3 separate regions of the Bombyx mori genome follow, and regions 1 and 3 are each linked to region 2. Evidence: chromatin contacts called from public Hi-C data. All regions are on one chromosome and are shown on one strand. Each heading gives the region's core, a stretch centred on a gene start, on an enhancer-like site or on the middle of the called end of the contact. The rest is flanking DNA. Distances are from core to core; before and after follow the strand shown.

Region 1 (4,029 bases), core at 605-3,104, 950 kb after region 2:
GCTCTTGTTTTCTTGCCTCGTGCCACATAATCACCGATTAATAGTGTCATTAATAAATGTGACGATTACATATATTTCATATTAACAAGTTTCTGTATTACTTCTAAAAGTTATAATATATTTTTTATTTTAAAAACCACAACAACTTTAGAGGTAGGTACCGATGCACATACGTAAGTCTCAAATATTAAGTGTTCGATTATAGTGAATAATCTATGGTTTAATCTGTGTACGTCACTGAAGTAGGAAACCAGGTCTATGGTGAGGTGAATGAAGTTAGCCCCTCAAAAAAAATTTTTTTTCCTGTTTTCTACTTATTTTCTATTAATTCGTTTGTTCATCATTTGTTCTTGATTGTTCACTGTTAATAATTGTTTGTTCCCCATTTATTAATTTAAAAAAAAATATTAAAAATATATCTACAAGTTAGCCCCTCGATTGCAATTTTTAATATTTTTTCGTCCTTAATTACTCGTAAATATTCATTTTCGATTGTTCTTATATAAAATACGTTTGTTCTCTTTCGAAATTACTCATTTTTTGTTTAATTAACTATTTGTATTAGTTGAATAAATGTATACAAAATATGTGTACTGCGCATGCCATAAGTGTATAATCTATGGCGCATGCGTCAACTATAATGCCTAAACTTTCTACGCGGTTTTAATCGTGAAAAAAAAGCAATTATAAATCCTGAAGAATCAATTAATTGGTATACAGTTTAATTAAAAAAATAAAAAAATAAAATAATGTGCATTCGCGTAATGTTAGACCAAATACATTTTTTCCATCCTCCTATATACCTATCGCTATGAAGGTATAAAAAAGATAGGTTAAGAGTTCACGTAATATAAACAAATAAGTAAATATGTTCATTATTTATCTTTCAAGAGATAATGTAGGTATACATTATAATAACATTTTGACACAGTCGAAATTATATTCCTAACATTAGTAAAATAACATTTTAATATTTTTTTTATAGGTTATGTATTGAAATTGTTGGAAAATTATTTCATGTTTTAGCTGGAAAACGACATGGAGAATTATATGCAATACAAGATAATGAGCTCCATCAAATGAATTCGAATGAAACCAAACTGTTTACCATCCAAATTCGATTGTCGGGCAGATAGAAAACGAAAATTCACTCATAGTGAACCTCGGCCTTCATTTGTGAAACGGCAAAGACTCACTATTATCAAGGAAATTGAAGAGACGACTAAAAATGAGATGTATCGTATTATTATACCTTTGCCATCTTGTAGTCAAGGTAGGTGTAACTGTCAATAATTCGTTACACTCACAGATCTCCTAATCAAATAACAATATCAGAAAAAATGAGAATAGTTAGTTAGTTAGTGGAAGTAGCCAAAATGGGCAAGTGGACCTCAGTTCCTATTACATAAGGTACTAGGAAGTTTGTGATAATGAAAATTTATCACAGTGTAATATCACTTACTTACTCTAACAGTGAAGGAAAACATTGTGATGAAACCTGCACACGTAAATGTTCTTAGGATTTTCTTAGGTGTGTAATCCACCAACCAGCACTAGGCCAGCATGGTGGACTAAGGCCTAAAAACCCTCTCAATGGTAGTGAAGGCCAGTGTCCAGCAAGGGGATATATTATATGGGCTGATAATGATGACTAGGAAGTTAAATACTACTACTACTACTACGACAGTACACATATAATCCTATAATATATTTACAAACCATAAGTTTGTTGGAAATTGCTAACATTATTTCATATTTCCAGATGTCCAGCCACTTGAAAATAGGTGTAGTAATGACAAAGCTATCCAAGTAGCTCCAGCACAGGAACACAAAGGCAAGGCAATTGTGTATTGCCACATCACCCCTTAATATATCTGAAGCAAGTATAAGTAAACAATCAGAACCAGCAAAAAAAAAACTGTTGTTCCTGAGGACAAATTTGACAGTGATGAGTCAAATGCACTAGCAACAGAAGGATCAACTGTTGACTACAATAAATAACTACAATAAATAATTAATTGTAACTACAATAAATAATTAATAATCTAAAAACCAACATTTTCGTACTATGGAAAATAGGTTGTCCCATTGAGACCGCAATGATTTTGAACTCATTTATTTCATTACATTCTAAGAAACTGAATATATGTTAGTCTTAAACCACTACTTGGAATATTTGAATACATGTTTTATTTAGTATATTATGGTGAAATACGTCGTAAGTTAATCAGTTTTCGGAAAATAATATTGTCCCTAATAAAATTATAAAATGGAATTCCGATTTTGCTACCGATTTGCATGTCGAAAGATTTTTTAAACTAGGTAATTTAGTTAGTGTTTTTTTCTTTTGGCAGCACTATTGATGACATTTCACATCGCCATTTTGTTATGATGTCATATCGGTAATCGGTGGCGACAACAGCCGCGACATAACGTTGTCCTCTGCATTGTGGCGATTGTGGCGAGTGTGGATTTTGTTACCCTGTGTGAAGATAAGTTCAAGATACTTAATATTCTATTAAAATTAATGAATAGTTAATTTTATGGACTACAATTTGATATAAAATACCGTTTTAACTATTGAGTTTAAAAAAATTAGTATTTTATTGAAATTCTTACCCGTCCTTTCGTTACTTCTGTTTTTATTACTTTTGCGTGGTAACGTATAACCGGAACGAGAAGTAACAAAAAAGGAGTTTTTAAACCTAAGTACACATCTGACAAAGTTGCCATACTAGTATATAATGAAGACCCAACTGATTCATTAGAAGGTATAAGTTTTGTTTCCTTAATGAATGTTTTGTTTTTGGCATAATATTCGCAATAAATTTTTAATTTTTGTTTTGATTTTTACTTATTTTATTTTCATTTTTTGATATTATCAAGTATGTGTATGCTAAGCCTTACATTTCCAATTTTGTTACCCAAGCTTCTTGTTTTGTTACTGTCCCAAAGTTATGCTGATAATTATGATAAATATTTCTTTTTCTTTAAATTGAAACGCTATAATCAGTCATTTAAAAGAACTTCATGATAAATAAAATAGTAAATATAGCATCCTTCTTTTTCTATCTTATAGGAAAACTAAACATTTTGATTGGAAAGTATTCAAATGGTAACAAAAAATACTCCGTACTGCTAAAACAATTTAATTTATTATATTTTTCGCAATTTTAACTTTTCAAGATGTTGTTTAATCTATGATCTAATAGAAAAACATAAATTTATAATACAGTCTGCGTCTTTCTTCAGGAGGAAATCGCCGCACTTCCGCCCTTCACTGGGGTTGGCGGGCGGGGTATGTCAGTGTTGAACTGACTAAAACCTCTTGTCGCTCAACAACCAACATCCAAATCTTGTATGAGACAGAACTCATGAAAAGGCAAAGGGGGGAAAGTGAAGCGTTTAGTGCGGAGCACATCTCTCCCATCCCCCTCCCCCTCGGGACGTCGGACCGGCGGTCGTCGGCGCCACGACTACCAGCCCTCTCAGTCGGCAGGCTGACGCCGGTTAGAGTTAGTTATCCTACAGAATATCCCGCTGGGCTAGAACCACCCAGCTGGTGAAGGTAGGTGGGCACTCCGTGTCGTTCCAGCCCCCCCCCCCCTATCACGGACCAGGGCAGGGTGTTAAACACATTGGCGATATCGAACGACACCGCCAAAGCCACCCTACCCCCGGACACGGCCTCCTCCGAGAGGGCCCGCACGCGCAGGATCGCGTCTACCATTGAGCGGCCCTCTCGGAAGCTATACTGCTCCGCCGACAGGTCGGGTCCCACCCTGACCAGATGCAGGATGATGCAGGCCGCCAAAATGCGTTCTAGCAGCTTGCCCACCTCATCCAGCAATACGATGGGACGGTGCCCTGGGCGGGATCCGCCGGGCACCCCTCCTTTCTCAACAGCACGAGTCTGCTCGTCCTCCACGAGGAAGGAAACCATCCCGACTCGAGGCAGGAGTTGTAAAGCCTCAAGAGTCGGTCCCCGTCAAGAGTCAAACTCGGCCATGGACGCCGTCCGGGCTGGGT
Region 2 (4,127 bases), core at 1,387-3,886:
ATTTTGCAAAATTAGATTTGTATTTTCCAAGTTTCTCATAATTAAAGATATATTTAGTATTTGCTGTTTAATTTAATATAACAGTATTATTTTCAATTTCAAAATTAGTGTTTAAATTTTTGTACTTTACTTTCCTTTCAAACTACCTAATTACATGTCGTATTACCAACTTGAGATCCAACTCAAGATAGACTACTCCTTCTACTCTCTCCTTGTCTAGTCAGAGTAAAAACTTAAACAATTTAGTAACCACTTTGAGGTACACTTTCTTAAAAGAATAGCTGCGGTTAGTTTTGACGATCAGCTGCATGACTTAACAATCTATTTTTCTCGCGCTGCTCTCTCTTTGACGCCTATGTTAAAGCAAGTGCTTGGTAAGAATGGGCAGCGGCTCAGCTGTGCCTTGACATTACTGCAGCGTAGGAACGAAGGTGAGCGCTTACCGTCAGGTAGATCTATACTCATTTGCCTACAAAGGTACAAGGAGTAGGAAAAAATAATCTGTACCTGGTAAGATTTATAATCATCGAGTTCTCTGTAGATCACAACCTACCTTGAGATATGAGTTCTAAGGTATCAGTTTTTACAGTACAACGGCTACCTTGCCCTATAGATCGAAACACATTACTTCTTCATGGCAGAAATAGGCAGGGTGGTGTGTTACCTACGTTTGTGGAATCACCAGACTATCTACCTCCAGTAAATAAGCAAATTATAATTTTGCGGATTAGATTTTTATTACACGATGTTATTCCTGCACCGTGGAAGGTTAATAGTGAACATTCGATAAGTACGAATATCATTAGAAAACATGGTACTTGATAGCGGGATTTGAACACCGTTGCATCGCTAGGTTCGAATGTACCAGACCTCTTATCCTTTAGGCCACAACGACTTAAAATGGTTTGAAGGGTGCCATAATAATTACACAATGCAAATAGAAATTTCAACCTCATGCACCAATATTGGTAGCGGCATTGAGGTTGTGATGTCCAAGAGCTCTAGTCACCACTTATCAGTTGGCCGTTTAGGTTTATCGACATGGTTTATTTAGAGGAGCATATAAAGACTCTAGATATCGATTCTCGATTTTTTCAACAAATCCATTAAATTCTCATTGCATTATTATTATAGCTTAGCCAACTAAGCCAACATATTTAAATCACCTCTTAGTGTCTATGGTCTTCCTGTTTAATTTAATTTCTTATTAAATACGTTACATTTGTTCCATTTCATTCTTCGTACAATATTTTCAGCCTTAGTTACAAAATATTTGCTGTATGGCCTAGTTACTTTTGTCTGTCCAATAAACGAACTAAACATTCTCTGTGGTTCGATGGCTTAGTTTACATATTACGTGTATTATCTGTGCTATTTATCATAGATACCTACCTACTTGGCTTAAAAAACTTTGTTTCGAAGCCACTAGAAATTTATAAAAAAAAATCTACCTACTACCTACATATCACTACTAAAGATGGGTTAATACCGATATTTGTCAATATTAGCGAATACGAATATATTCATGATGTAATATTATAATAACTTAACTAATGCGTGAATATATCCTGATATCTTAATATACTTCGATAAAACGGGTAAACGAGTTAACCGAGTACGGTATTCGTGAAATAAGTTAATAATCATAGATAATACACATAAATTAGTTATTAAATTAATATAAATAGTATACTGTATCTAGGAATTTGATTTCATACTAAATATTTTACAAGTAATATTATGTACATTAATATGAATATTATTATTAAACCAGAATTTGGTCAACATTGTACATTAATATAAACAACAAGTTAGTAATATTATTTATTTCTTATTGGTGCATAAAAACATCAGCTTTTTTACTTTTTCTACCGAATGACCGGTACGTCGCTCAGAAATGAGTATTCCAGATTTCGAAAAAATCCTCTGATACGGTACTGAGGTGGCTAGTAGGTACACAACAGTTATATTAATAGTATAATCCATGAACCGTTTGGTTAGAAAGTCATTTCGATTCAAAAATCAAACTTTTATTTATAGTTTGAGAAGTTCTTAGAAGATAATTAACTACTACCACAAAAATATATTGTCATCATAATTTATTACATATAAACATTTAATGAAAATAAAGCTCACCGATTTTATTCCAATAAATGTGGAAATGCACTATTTTGTCTTGAGTCGAATCTTTAGTACAAACATAAAAAGTAATGCATTTAAAAATTCCCACTGGCATCTTTGACATGTAAAAAGTGCAATACAAAATAGTCCTTAAACTCATAGCGAAATATAGTTATTTTCATTGCTCAGTATATAAACATGTAGATTATCTCACTTACTCTTAGCGCATGCAGTGCATTGATATGAATGTGATAAACAGATATCCGCGAGACACGTACGGCGTATGTCAGTATATTTTCGTGTGATAGATATTTCGCTAGGAGTAACAGTGTTCTGTGGATAGATACAACCCGACTGATGTGAGCTGGCTATTATTATGAATAAGTGAATACGGAATATTAGCATATCAGAATTCGACGGATTACCGATAGACGAATACAAGCTGTATTACGAATATCTTAGTGAATGCTAATATATCGGTATCACCCTTAACCACTACCTACCGTATTCACTTCTCTTAAAAATGTGTATAATCTATGCTTCTCATTTTGACAATAAATAAAAAAAAAACCTGAAGATTTCCTTTCCTGTACTTAGCTGTTTATTGTATGTAATCAAATTAAATTTAGGTTAAACTGAACTAAAAAATTATAAACTGTGCAGAACGTAGAACTTAACATGGACAGCAAGACAACAAAAATGCCGAAAGTGGCAAAGGTACGAAAAAAGTGTTTGATGGTATTGTTGAATAATATTACTCCAATTTTAACATGGATCTCACGATTTTTAGGTGAAGAATAAAGCACCAGCAGAAATCCAAATAACAGCTGAACAATTACTTAGGGAAGCCAAAGAACGAGACCTTGAGATATTACCACCGCCACCTAAACAGAAAATATCTGATCCTGAGGAACTTCGAGACTACCAACATCGTAAACGTAAAGCATTTGAGGACAACATAAGAAAGAACAGACTTGTAAGTAAATTCAATTTATTAGTCGCTTACAATGTATAAATGACTGTTTTTCCTATTAATGTAATTGTTTCTCAGTTTTAAGACCATCCAATGCTTAGTTTTACTAGCTGATAGAGTTCACCAAATTAATTTCATTAATTGATTTCGTGCCATTACGATCCTTTGAACAATATAGGTTTCATGCTGTTTCCACAATAAGAAGGGTACTAAACAATTTCTACTCAGAGCATTACTGACGAAAACCAGATGAGGATACTTTTATTTAGTAGTATTTCTTCAAGAAAACAACAAATAATATAATAATATCGAATTTTAGTTTAATGGATGCTTTGTTTTTGTTTTCAGGTTATTGGGAACTGGCTTAAATATGCACAATGGGAAGAATCACAAAAGCAAATCCAAAGAGCTCGTTCAATATATGAGCGTGCTTTGGATGTGGATCACAGAAATGTTACCTTATGGTGAGAGCTATCATTACAATTAACAATTTTATTTGAAAAATTATTAACTTATGTGCTCTTGGTACTGCCAGTGTTTAAACCATATGACTATTTTAAAAAATGTTTGAGAAATCTGTGGTGTTAATTTTTTTTTGCATTCTTGGCTCATCTGATAGTAATTGTTAGTCACACTACTGAGTACTCTTTGTAAGCCTCATTTGAACAAGGACATATTGTTGGATCACTCAAGACATGGGCTTTAGAACAAAATTCATGTCACAGTGAAGAAAAAAATTAATTCTTAAAGAGTTACCATACAAAGATCAGCTTATAATAGAACATATAAAAAAGATTCCTATGTCACTCTGTTCACATTACAATTTTATTTGGTTAGTAAACTTGTAGACAATTGTGGACGAAATGTTAAGATGTTTGATATACTTGTAATGACCAATACAACTATACTAGAGTTCATAGCCTTTGTGCTACCTAAAGCCCAATATATTTAAGGAAATACATACCCGATATGAAGAAATTTCATAAGTAAATAAGAACAAAGTGTCATTACAAAATTGATACTCTATTAATGT
Region 3 (4,174 bases), core at 136-2,635, 850 kb after region 2:
TAAAATTGAGGGGCTGTGAGGATTTACAATGTCACTATTTTCATTAGCTTGCACATTATTAATTGGCTCTTCACTCGGTTGCAATGTGTTGAGTTGAGCAACATCAGCAATTAAATTGCTCACATCATTATTTTCAACCTCCATGGGTGTTGACTCTGTAATTTCTCTTCCTGAAGTAGGCTCGCCAAGTAGTATTGCTTCCACATCACTAGATTCCAAATTGGTTTTAGCGTCTGGTATATCACTTTTCTCAATTTCTTTACTATTTACTGTTTTATCATTTAAAATGTCCATTATTGATGGAAACTCATCTGATTTTTCTTCTGTCTTTAATGTAGTTTTTCCATTGTTCATCAAATCTTCCAATTCTGCAGCAATTCTATCATAAACTTTGTCATCTGTGGGCTCTTCAAGAGCAGGTTTTGGATTATAGTCTATACTCCACTCATCAGAAGGGAGCAAATTTTCATCAATTTGCAGCAAAAGTTCTGCCAATGTTGTATTTGGTTTGGAATCACTATTATCACTATTACTAGGTGTGGAAAAAACAACATGATAGTGTTTAATTTTTATATTATTAGTTATGTTATTGTAGTTAGAATTGCGGTCTTTTATTAAAGATTCTTTTAATCTATTATTCTCTTTGAGGATATTTGCTGCTTTAGAATTTGTAGATTGATTTATTTTCTTTCCTTTGGAACTCTCTTTTGTAGGATAGTCCTCATTTCGTACGAAGCCATTTTCGTTACTCTTTAACTTTGATTTTAAATTTGGATTAGTTGATTTTCCTTTAACTGTGCTGCTACTGCTTTGAAACTGAATCTTCACTTTGGTGAATTTTCCCAATATCCTGGCAAAGTCCATTCGTGTAACCACTACAGAACACTCGCGGCATTTTCCTTCTTTAAACAGACGTTCTAAATTTTTTGATAACTTAGATTTTGTCCTCCTGTTTTTCGAAAGAATTGTTTTGGACAACATCGTGTTTTATTACGATTTAGTTATTGGTAACGTTTTTGTTGACGAAAAAGAAACGGGACGCAATCACATTTCCCGCGCAGACTATTATATGTAAACAGTTCACAAAAATATACCAAAATTATGATACACTAGTAACATATCTCATTTGGGCACAAAATATTGTAAATAAACATATGCAGTTATTTTTAATACCATGAAACAATCAAATTTTCAGATACTGTACGAAACACAAGTCAAACTCAACGCAAAAATGGCGTCTTAATAGTGAAGTGAAAGACATGAGCGAATAGTTATGACATATCGACTGTAAAATGCCTGCTCCATCAACGTATTTTAAAAACTCTGCAATTATTAAGTTTTTTATTAATTAAACGATATAATTGAAAAACCTTTAATATTGATATTTTAGAGAGTATAATATATGCACATTTATATATATATAAACGAAGACAAACATTAGTCTTGTTCACATAGTGTTGGGAAATTTAGTTTCGGGTTGAAATCTAATGCTATTTAATCTAACGTGATGAAAATGCACCACCGAAATGAACCATCAAAAGTTTAAAAAAACGTTATGATTATTAGGGCATATTGAGAGCCCACACAGGTAAGACAGCCATTCTGCCTGTCGTGAAACTGTCAAAACATTTCGGTGTAGAGGGGTTGTACGTTTAATGGCCCCATTCATTAAATTAAATGAGCATTAGGTGACATTCGTGGGGATATTTAACGAAATTAAACTATCAATGTGTATGGCAAACCAAGATGGGTATATATGGATCGACCAAATGGCTTTAGTGGTGCTGGGCCGCAAATAAGAATAAAGCTTTGAGTTACTTCTTATTTTCCTAACCCTGTTTTAATAATAAGCTTTAAAATATGTTATTTAATCTAATTGGATATAATTACGACATGAATTTAATTATGCTGCTAATTAAAAATAAATATCATTGCTATAAATATTTAAAAATGTGTCATTAACTTGTGTGTTAGCATTTTGTAGTCGTCTGTGGTGTTATTGTTTTCCGGCACGAATTTCCGGCAAAAAAGCCGGTCCGATCAGGTTATGCAATTTTTTTAATATTCTTAATTCATCTTAAGTTCAGACTTCAACATGTTAAAATGATGGTATATCATTGTTTAGCATCCCTGAAGGTGTACAAGTATGGAAAATGAAAGGAAATCGTTGGACCTAACTTTTCAGGTTCTCCCAAAACATCCACTGTAAGTAGTTTCAATGTTCATCTACCATTTTACTGGGATATTTTATTTCATTTTATATTGTGTCGTTTTATTCCATTTGTGATTCGTGATCGATTCCTTCGAAAATACTGAAGTTAATAGGTAGAAATAAATGTTTGAATACAGTAAAACAAATTAAAGAAATATAAATTTTAATTGACTTAATTTTTTAAGACTGGTCATTTTCCAATCTAATTTTACATGAAGTTTTTCTTTTTATGCTGAAAAAAGTTAGAGATTTGTATCACAATGTGTTTAGACACATTGCTCTTGACAGATATATCTGATGATTTGATGTATCAGATAGCCTATAGTCAATTAGGTGATTGTCCTTTTTCAGGATATAACTGGATTCAGGTTAAGTACTTAAATTTATCTAGGTATATGGTTTTAGGTTATTCGTTAGGTAGAGGCTCAGTTGCACTGCAACTACTATCAGCCTTCGAAGGCAAAGAAAAATATTGCTATTTTTATTTTTTTATCTAAGATATATATTCGTTTGTAGTGTTTCATTATAATTAAGTAAATCAATTTAACACTATGGTGCTCTTTTAAATAATTCTATACAGAAAATATCATTAATGTAGTCGAAGTCAGTTAAATACTGTTTTATTACTGGTGGTAGGACCTCTTGTGAGTCCGCACGGGTAGGTACCACCACCCTGCCTATTTCTGCCGTGAAGCAGTAATGCGTTTCGGTTTGAAGGGTGGGGCAGCCGTTGTAACTATAATTGAGACCTTAGAACTTATATCTCAAGGTGGGTGGCGCATTTACGTTGTAGATGTCTATGGGCTCCAGTAACCACTTAACACCAGGTGGGCTGTGAGCTCGTCCACTCATCTAAGCAATAAAAAAAAAAAAAAAAAAAAAAAAAAATATGTATCATTAAGGATAGCTCGAAAACTAATCTTCAGATCTATCAGATCTTAATAAAATTTAAATGGCATCACATAAACAGCACCACTATTAAACAAAATAAGAATAATTAAAGTTAGTTCGTACAGGAAAAGTTCTGAGGTAACAACACAAAAAAAAAATCAAGACGGATTGAGAGCTCCTCATTTTTGAATTGGAGTTAAAAAACATAATTCATAAATACTAAATCAGCGAATATGATACTAAGAGCTATATTCCTTAGGGATGTGTTAGAATGAAATGAAGTTTCAATACTACTATATTTAAAAAAATTAATTGAAACTAAATACATAAATTTAATTGCCAATATTTCTAAATAAATATAGATTCAACTCAGTAGTTAATAAGAACAGGGAAGCAGGCGGTAGAAATGATTTACAATGATTCAAGCAAATCGATATTTCTGTGCCGTACACAAGTACCTCACTAGCTAAGTTCACTTCCACACAGCCAATCATAGATTATTGTAGTTGCTTTGTCCTCCTAGATAGGCAAAGAAAACAAATCCATACAACACATTTTTGTAAAAAAGCATTGAAGTCATGTTTGTTTTATGAAATCTGAAATAGAACAGAACAAAATGAATTGATTAAGAAATGAAATTGTATAAATTGAAACTGACAACCCAGTAGGTATTGGAAGAGATGTAATAAATGCTTTTTAGTGAAATATTGGTAATTTACCGAGAGTTTAATGGGCTTTTTGGTGGAACCCGAGATAAAGAAGTATTTTGTTTCATTTCGTCGTTCTTGTGCACTTGCAGGCAAGCTAAAATGTTATTATGCCATTATTACATCTAATTTCGATTCAGAAAAAGAACCAAGAAACATTAAATTAAGGAAATAAAGTAATTCACTTAACTTGAAACTTCGCAGCACTGTCAAACCGTCTCATTTAGATAGCTTTTACTTGGTCTATTTTTGCAAATGATGTTAATGTATAACTATCATTTCCTTTGCCTTTGCAATGAACAAAACAAAAAATATTTGTAGCAAATTGACTTGACTACAAAATGGCTATTTTGTGGATGCATTA

The links. Hi-C and Micro-C count contacts between places; a contact is called where the count stands out from the background.
Region 1: a Hi-C map of middle silk gland shows a contact between it and region 2, with 2.4 times the contacts expected there. The contact joins the promoter of LOC101745827 here to the promoter of LOC101742693 in region 2. A contact is called at or near these places in 2 of 7 Hi-C or Micro-C datasets (middle silk gland and whole pupa).
Region 3: a Hi-C map of middle silk gland shows a contact between it and region 2, with 2.0 times the contacts expected there. The contact joins the promoter of LOC100174822 here to the promoter of LOC101742693 in region 2. A contact is called at or near these places in 2 of 7 Hi-C or Micro-C datasets (middle silk gland and posterior silk gland).

The regions. Positions count from the first base shown.
Region 1 is chr18:6,650,877-6,654,905 of ASM3026992v2, forward strand. It overlaps LOC101745827 (CLK4-associating serine/arginine rich protein), which reads right to left and starts at 1,855. Exons shown (of 15, transcript XM_062673655.1): 1 at 1,720-1,855. The coding sequence starts at 1,746. LOC101745966 reads left to right here and starts at 2,402. Exons shown (of 5, transcript XM_062673657.1): 1 at 2,402-2,771.
Region 2 is chr18:5,695,721-5,699,847 of ASM3026992v2, forward strand. LOC101742693 (protein crooked neck) reads left to right here and starts at 2,637. Exons shown (of 5, transcript XM_038017192.2): 1 at 2,637-2,838; 2 at 2,912-3,097; 3 at 3,443-3,558. The coding sequence starts at 2,800.
Region 3 is chr18:6,551,439-6,555,612 of ASM3026992v2, forward strand. LOC100174822 reads right to left here and starts at 1,386. Exons shown (of 1, transcript NM_001130876.1): 1 at 1-1,386. The coding sequence starts at 981. It overlaps LOC101745340, which reads left to right and starts at 4,079. Exons shown (of 8, transcript XR_009975525.1): 1 at 4,079-4,174.